2 separate regions of the Triticum aestivum genome follow, and region 2 is linked to region 1. Evidence: chromatin contacts called from public Hi-C data. All regions are on one chromosome and are shown on one strand. Each heading gives the region's core, a stretch centred on a gene start, on an enhancer-like site or on the middle of the called end of the contact. The rest is flanking DNA. Distances are from core to core; before and after follow the strand shown. Region 1 holds the start of LOC123060912. Region 2 holds the start of LOC123060913 (transcription factor bHLH150).

Region 1 (4,235 bases), core at 1,586-4,085:
TGCAGTAACTGGTATGGACTGTTCAATTTTGGCATGAGATATTCAAATTCAAGTACCTTTGAGATGAGCGGTGGCTTTTTAGGAATTAGTCCTCCAAACTTCTTCTTGATTACTTGTTCCTGCGCATAACAGATTGTGCTTGATGTTAACCACAGGTAATTGATCATGGAAGCTATAGAGACCAACCTTCTTTGTTGCTCAATTAACCAGAATATACAAGACTAGCATTTAAATGATCATATAATCTTCAGAACTAGTCCTGAAAATAACCTGTTGCTGAGCCGATGGCATGGCATTATCTCCACTTTGGTCCATAGGTTCAGAATTTCCAACATTATCATGCCCAGCAGCATTGGCGTCCTTCATCCCCGACATGGTGCTAAAAACAAAAGATACAGATGTTAGTATTTATCACATTATATAGCACTAAAGTGAAAAGTTGTTTTTAAGGCATGAAATGTTTGAGCAATAGAGTTTGAGATAAACCAAAACAGAGGCTACTATTGTCCAATGTTGTTGACTATTTGCAGTTTGACTCTTAGAACAAAATGACAACATTTTTAAATAGCTTGTGTATTTTGAATCGGTAATACTACTATTATTTTCGGTTTAAACATTATAATCAAGGAACCTTAGCTAGTTTTTGCACTGCTAGTTTCTGGATTAGTTCTCAGCCTTGTAAATCGTAATGGGTGTGCTACTTGTAGCTAAATATTATCGCTCTGCTATTTTCAGCCGATGAGTACCCCCTATAATGAGCAATTGATGTTGGCAAATCTGAACAACTTACTCGAAGTCAAAGAATGTGCTTCAGTTAGAGAAATCAAGACATTACTTTTCTCTTGTTAGTTGTATTACTATGCTTCCTATCTGTCATTCAAAAAAGAAACTATATGCTTCCCATCTTCATGGCGTCAGGTATGCTAACATGAATATCCTATAAAAACCGTGGCCTGTGGATGAGCCCATCCAAAAACAAAAATAACTGCGAAGGCCAGTACGAAAGAAACGCGTGTTTATCTCTTGATCGATAGAACAAATAAACATCAATATGAGAACTTAAACAGATCAAACTGTTTTTTATTAATAAATATATGTTTCGAAATCTTTATAAGAATGTTAAATGCAACCCACTGGTCAGCACATCGACTCATTTTACAGCCCATTGGATCAACAAAAAATCAAGTACAAGCAAACTCAATGTTAGTCTGTCATGACAAGCAGAAACCTTGAGTATCTGTTTTATCGACAACTAACCAGAGGATCCACACAGATTGTTCTTTTTTAGCCCATCAGGTCCAATACTTTCTTTACATAATTGGGCAAAAACAAGCTAATGCTTCTAAATGGTAACACCTCCTACCGTGGTTCTAGATACAGAAATGAAGCAGCAGTTTGATACCCCGGCATCCCTAGTGGTACACAGAACGACTCTATCTACATATTGTCATCCAGAGCCTAAGTATAACAAGGCAAGATCGGAATACTGACTAGTTCACTACTACTTGTGTGTTTTCTTTGCTTGCTAAACAAATCTGAACAGCGGGTTGTCCCTGAATGCCAGGTAAATTGACAGTATCCTAGTAGATGGACTTCCAGCAGAAGCCTGCAATCTATTTGAACGCATGACAACACAAAGCGCTCTCATAAAGCACACAATCCTCCGTGATCGAGAATCTAACAGAATGCTCTGATCCCCTGTTCTTGCTCTGCTGACACACGCATGGTCTCTGCCACTTCATTTGCTTGTTTGCTCAGCTGACCGCACCAGCTGGTTGTTGAATCATCCATCTTAAACAGACATAGTAAGAAACCGTCGGCACCACAGGATGAGGACTGGTGACTACTACTGGTGTGGTTTCTTTGCTTGCTGTACAAATCTGAACACTATCTTGTCCCTGAATGCCAGGTAAATTGACACTATCCTAGTAGACGGGACTTCCAGCAGGTGCCTGCAATCTGTTTGACCGTATGACAACCCAAAATGCTCTCATAAAGCGCACAATCCTCCGTGACCTAGAATCTAACAGAATGTTCTGATCCCCTGTTCGTGCTCTGCTGACACACGCCATGGGTCTCTACCACTTCACTTGCTTGTTTGCTCAGCTGGCTGCACCAGCTTGTTGTTGAATTATCCATCCTAAACATACATACATAGTAAGAAGCAGAGGTAAAGTATTCTTGAATTATGCCCAACTCTGAGCAAGAAGCATGTGCGGATCTCTCGTTCCCTCTGGACCGTCGGCACCACCTAACCTACATGATCAGTGGCAGTCCGGGTAATTCTCTTGCTAATTTTCTCCCGCACATCCGGGATCAGAAAACAAACCAGCCGGCGAACGCTGACTAGTCAAAATTACCCGAGAACGCACTCTCCTCCCAAATTCGGACGAGGCAACGCCGAGAAACCAGCCGGATCTAGCGACGGCGGGATCTACCAATCTACGGCGACAGCAGGCCAACGACCCAGCCCCGACGGCAAGCTAAGTAAGTAAGTTGCTCGGACTCTGAGCGGAAGAGGAGGAGGAGATCACTTACGGTTACGGTCACGGAGACGCTGGCGGCGAGGGAGGCGTCGGCTCGGCTGCTCCGAGGTGGAGAAATGGGGAACCGAGGGAGGGCCGGCGAGCAGCAGCGGCTCTCCAATGAGTGGAGGTATGTTTGTTTGTTGGCTGCTGCTGCTGCTGCTGCTGCTGCGATCGGATTGGTCTCGAATTCTGAGATGCACGGAAGAAATAGCTCCGTGTGGGGCCCGGTCGCCCTGGATTTCGGCCGTTGCTATCGTAGGCTGCCGGGCCGGCCGTGCAAGTTGCTACTCGGCCGGTCACCGGAGAAAAGGACATTTTTCTTCCTGTGGATTTTTTTCAATCTCCTGTAGATCTTTTTCTTTCCTTATTACTTCTCCGCTGAAAATGCCATTTTTTTTCCAATTGATAAGCGTCACACATGCGGCACGAAGCACTCCAGCCAACGTTTTTTACAACTAAAGTTGCCACTTGAAGAACCCCCCAAAAAACTGAAAATTGCCGTTCGAAAACAAAATTGCCTGCTTAACAACTAACGTTATCATTCTCGCTTCATCAAATTTATCATAGAAAACGTTCGAAGTTGCCATGTGTTTGTGCCACACGAATAACACTTATCAAGGTCTCTTTTTGCGAGAAGAACCCTAAATTATATTGAAAATAAGTAGTGGTACAACGCAACCCTAGAAAAATAAAAAAAAATACAATTGCACCCCGGGGAACCAATCTAGCCCTACCTCCAACACGGGATGAGGGCGTGCCGCGGTTGCTGCTCCCTACCGGAGCCAACGAAAACCTTGATTGTGCGCACAGATTAAAGACGTCAGGAAGTCACTATCCTCCATCCAGGAGGACCAGCATGCCGAAAATAAGCCATATTGGAACTATGCCACCACTTGTGTCGGCTTGTTGAACGATGACAACAAAGCGCCGCCACCGACGAGAACCTACAAATCCAGAGTCACCACGCTCGTACAAAAGCTCTATGCCCCCATGTTGACGCCAGAGCGCGCGTCACCACAACGGCGGGGCCAGGGCATAAAATCCACCTCAAGGTTGGCACCACTGCCGCACCAGGCTCGATCGGTTAGTCTGCTACAAGATCCACCAACGAATGCCTCACAGCAACCCATCGGAATCGAACCCGAAGCAGATTTATTCCACGCCACTGCCACCAAACCGTCAAGGCAAAAACGAAGCGAGAAAATGACTTTACTCGTGGAAATCCTCTAGCACATGAACCATGCCTTCTGAAAAAAAGCATCTCCAATAGATGAAAACTTGGTGCAAAAAAACGTTCTTAGGATAGGAGAGAAAAAGGTTTTTGGTACCGCGGCTCCTGGCACTTTAATACATGATGTAAAACTGGTGCCCAATTTTTTTGACCTTCTTCTCTTTTACTCTAATCGCATACATATTGAAACACACCATGATCAAATAACACACATAATGAAACAATATATCAACTTCAAGTTCAAATTCACTAACGAAATTCAAACCATAAGCATTGTGCATCACAAGTTCACAACTACCCCCTTAGGTTCTTATTTGTTTGCGTTCAAGAAAATCTTGTCTTTCCCGCAATGCTCCGTGTCTTAGCATCTTTACACTCCTCTTTCCCCACCTGCTTCCATCGCACATACAACCACAATAACTCCCATCTCTCTCCCCCATGTCCCTTGTTCCTTCCCAAGGCTTGCATGCAAGAAG
Region 2 (4,358 bases), core at 1,212-3,711, 150 kb before region 1:
TCCGGTGCATCGGTAGCATCATAAAGATGGGTGGATACTTTCCCTTGCCTCTCCACCTGCAATCTCTAATTGTAACATCGAGTTCTTCCGAGTTAAAAGAAAAACATCGAGATCCATATTTCTTTACGGAGTTTACGGAGGAAGTAACACGGGAGTGAGTCCTCGCGGTGATTGTTTCTATTTTTTGTGAAGACGTCTTGGACGAGTATTTTAAGGTTGGGCACAGGAAAGGAAAGGACCATAAAATACAATTGTACCCAGCATGGAAATTGGAAAGGCTGTGTTTATATGACTGATGAAACATCTGTTGCAAACAACTGATAAGGGGCTCGCCGAGTTTCAGCTTAGCCAACCAAATTCCCCATCCTCCACATGTCAAAAACATTTCGCGATCTTCATTGAAAGAGTGAAAAGAAGGAGAACAGAGAGGATGACGACGACTCAGATCGCTGTCCCCCTCGAGCTCTCTGCAGGGGAACATTTTCACGTGCATAAATGCAGCCCAGAAAATTTGCCGCAGAAGGCCCAGTGCTGCAGCACTAGTAGTACTGCGCAGCAGTACGTAACACATTTCTGGCAGCAAATAATACCCGCCCGCCCATCGGATCAGAGAAACCGGCGTCAGGCCGGGACTGCGCCCAGAGCAGAAAGAACCAGCCAGCGGAATCTTTATGCTCACGCCTTGTCTGATCTTTGTTAGCGTTATAGTTAGTTTAAGCGCGGTGGTTGACGACATCGATGGTTTACGAGCCGAGCCACTTGCAAATTCTCTTGTCTCTGTCCATCCGATCGAATTCGGATTTCTGTTCTCCCTCGCGAGCAGAAATTGCCGCCTCGAGGAATCCCATCGAATGCAGCTCGAGGAAGCCATGAAATCAGACGGTTAGCATTGCACTTATACAAGAAACAAAACTCCTAATTCACCGTGGCACAGCCAAACAAAAGCATAATCCAATTCCAATCCAATCCAATCCGCAGGAGACAGACAGGCACAGGAATCCCCCCGTCTTGTTTCAGGAGGAGGAAGAACATTTCAAGAACACAGGAGAGGAGCAGAGCAGCATTACTTATACAAGTAGTAGCATCAAGAATTTACAAATCAGCAGCAGCAGCAGCAGCAGCAATCATCATCATCGGAATCACAATACCCTCCTGGAATCCCAGGACCCCCTCTCGCGGTAACAATCCATCCGTCCATCCATCCAGTAATCAATCGCCTTATTTCCCCGAGCCATCGTGTCATCAATCTCCCTCTCGGAGGCGAGGCGAGGCTCAGACCCTCACCTCTCCATCTCGGCCTCGTCGGCGGCGGCGGCGGCCGGCGGGGGAGGCGAGGACAGCTGGGCCGCCGCGAGCGCGTCGGCGAGCGCGCGCATGGCCTTGACCTGCATCTCCAGCGCGGCCACGTAGTCGGCCGTCTCCTCGAGCAGGTCGGGGGCCTGCAGCTTCCGGCACCCGGGGACGAGCCGGCCCAGCACGCGGAGCCGGTCCTTCACCTTCTTCTCCTTGAGCAACGGCGGTTCGCTGGCGGAAGCGGCGGCCGCGGCCTTGGACGCCGCGGCGGCGGCGCGCGCCTGCGGGCGGCGGTGGCGGCGGATCTTCCCGCCGGCCTTGACGAGCACGCGGCGGCGGCAGGACGCGGCGCCGGCCAGCAGGATGGCGCGGCTCCAGCGCGACTGCCCGCGCGCCGTGAGCGCCAGCGCCGAGTCGGCGGCGGCCTTGACGGCGCGCGGCTGCGGGGACGAGGCGGCGCCCGACCGCGTGGCCCGGAGCGCGTCCAGCAGGCGCCGGCCGTAGATCCGCTCCTGCGTGCCGCTCCGCCACCTGGTCTGCGGCGGGCCCGCGGCCCCCGGCGCGGCGGCCCCGCCCGGTTTCCCCCGCCGCTTGGCCCCGCCCATCCGGACCCCCGCTGCGGCGGCGGAGGAGGAGGACGAGGAGGACCCGCCTATAGAGATCATGGCCGCGCACCGCACCTCGATCGAGCAATCAGTCGGCGGGTGGCGTGAGGAAGTGACTCAGCGCAGCGGGGGATGGGGCGGCTTAAAGGTGGGTGGGAGAAAGAGGATGGTGGTGGTGGTGGTGGAGATGGTGGGAGTATGAAGAAGAAAGGGGGAGGGAGGAGAGATTAGCTTTCCGTCGCGGGGGTGGGCGTACTTATTTGGTGGTGCGGCGGAGGTGATTAGCGAGTGGATTAGACATTGGAGCCAAGGAGGAGTAGTGCGGTGCGGTGAGGGGAGGTGGTGCGGGTGTTGGCTGCTCGTTCGTCGCCGCGCCTTTGTTTGGTGTGGAATTTGGCGCTGTAGCGTGGCCTCCGCGCTGCTCGCTCGCTCGATCGCTATGGTAGGCAGGGGTCGTTATTGAGTGCGCGCTTTCTTATTTCCCTTTTGTTTATACTCCTTTTTTCTGCGAATGTGCCATGGTATTAGTGCTTCGCAACGTTCTAGTTAAAGCCTTTTGATCTGGCGAAATGTGGAAGATACGTCTTTTAAAAAAAATGCGGGAATAAGCCCTCTGTTGTTATTTACTTCGCATATTAGCTTTGACTGAGGTCAAATCGTATGAGTTTGACCATGTTAATTACAAAGGGGCAAAATTTGCCTCCAAGTTTACCAAAGATGCTTAATCGATTGAGGATCTTTAAGTCTCATTCGAGCAAGCTTAGTCACGTTGATCTCATGGTTCTTTTTTCTTTAAAAAATGTATTTAACTTTTTTTTGCCTTAGAGATGTTGAACTACAAACAACAACAACAAAGCCTTTAGTCCCAAACAAGTTGGGGTAGGCTACAGGTGAAACCCATAAGATCTCGCAACCAACTCATGGCTCTGGCACATGGATAGCAAGCTTCCACGCACCCCTGTCCATAGCTAGCTCTTTGTCGATACTCCAATCCTTCAGGTCTCTCTTAACGGACTCCTTCCATGTCAAAATCGGTCGACCCCGCCCTCTCTTGACATTCTCCGCACGCTTTAGCCGTCCGCTATGCACTGGAGCTTCTGGAGGCCTGCGCTGAATATGCCCAAACCATCTCAAACGATGTTGGACAAGCTTCTCCTCAATTGGTGCTACCCCAACTCTATCTCGTATATCATCATTCCGGACTCGATCCTTCCTCGTGTGGCCACACATCCATCTCAACATACGCATCTCCGCCACACCTAACTGTTGAACATGTCGCCTTTTAGTCGGCCAACACTCCGCGCCATACAACATTGCGGGTCGAACCGCCGTCCTGTAGAACTTGCCTTTTAGCTTTTGTGGCACTCTCTTGTCACAGAGAATGCCAGAAGCTTGGCGCCACTTCATCCATCCGGCTTTGATTCGATGGTTCACATCTTCATCAATACCCCCATCCTCCTGCAACATTGACCCCAAATACTGAAATGTGTCCTTCCGAGGTACCACCTGTCCATCAAGGCTAACCTCCTCCTCCTCACAGCTAGTAGTACTGAAAACGCACATCATGTACTCGGTTTTAGTTCTACTAAGCCTAAACCCTTTCGATTCCAAGGTTTGTCTCCATAACTCTAACTTCCTATTTACCCCCGTCCGACTATCGTCAACTAGCACCACATCATCCGCAAAGAGCATACACCATGGGATATCTCCTTGTATACCCCTTGTGACCTCATCCATCACCAATGCAAAAAGATAAGGGCTCAAAGCTGACCCCTGATGCAGTCCTATCTTAATCGGGAAGTCATCGGTGTCGACATCACTTGTTCGAACACTTGTCACAACATTATTGTACATGTCCTTGATGAGGGTAATGTACTTTGCTGGGACTTTGTGTTTCTCCAAGGCCCACCACATGACATTTCGCGGTATCTTATCATAGGCCTTCTCCAAGTCAATGAACACCATATGCAAGTCCTTCTTATGCTCCCTATATCTCTCCATAAGTTGTCGTACCAAGAAAATGGCTTCCATGGTCGACCTCCCAGGCATGAAACCAAACTGATTTTTGGTCACGCTTGTCATTCTTCTTAAGCGGTGCTCAATGACTCTCTCCCATAGCTTCATTGTATGGCTCATCAGCTTAATTCCACGGTAATTAGTACAACTCTGAACATCCCCCTTGTTCTTGAAGATTGGTACTAATATACTCCGTCTCCATTCTTCTGGCATCTTGTTTGCCCGAAAAATGAGGTTGAAAAGCTTGGTTAGCCATACTATCGCTATGTCCCCGAGACCTTTCCACGCCTCAATGGGGATACAATCAGGGCCCATCGCCTTGCCTCCTTTCATCCTTTTTAAAGCCTCCTTCACCTCAGACTCCTAGATGCGCCGCACAAAACGCATGCTGGTCTCATCAAAGGAGTCATTCAGTTCAATGGTAGAACTCTCATTCTCCCCATT

What was found. A called contact is a pair of places that touch in the nucleus more often than the background predicts.
Region 2: a contact with region 1 is called in a Hi-C map of leaf, with 4 times the contacts expected there. The contact joins the promoter of LOC123060913 here to the promoter of LOC123060912 in region 1. A contact is called at or near these places in 2 of 5 Hi-C or Micro-C datasets (both in leaf).

The regions. Positions count from the first base shown.
Region 1 is chr3A:188,570,187-188,574,421 of IWGSC CS RefSeq v2.1, reverse strand. It overlaps LOC123060912, which reads right to left and starts at 2,835. Exons shown (of 6, transcript XM_044483781.1): 1 at 2,539-2,835; 2 at 271-379; 3 at 57-119. The coding sequence starts at 375.
Region 2 is chr3A:188,724,152-188,728,509 of IWGSC CS RefSeq v2.1, reverse strand. It overlaps LOC123060913 (transcription factor bHLH150), which reads right to left and starts at 2,461. Exons shown (of 1, transcript XM_044483783.1): 1 at 899-2,461. The coding sequence starts at 1,958. The coding sequence ends at 1,281.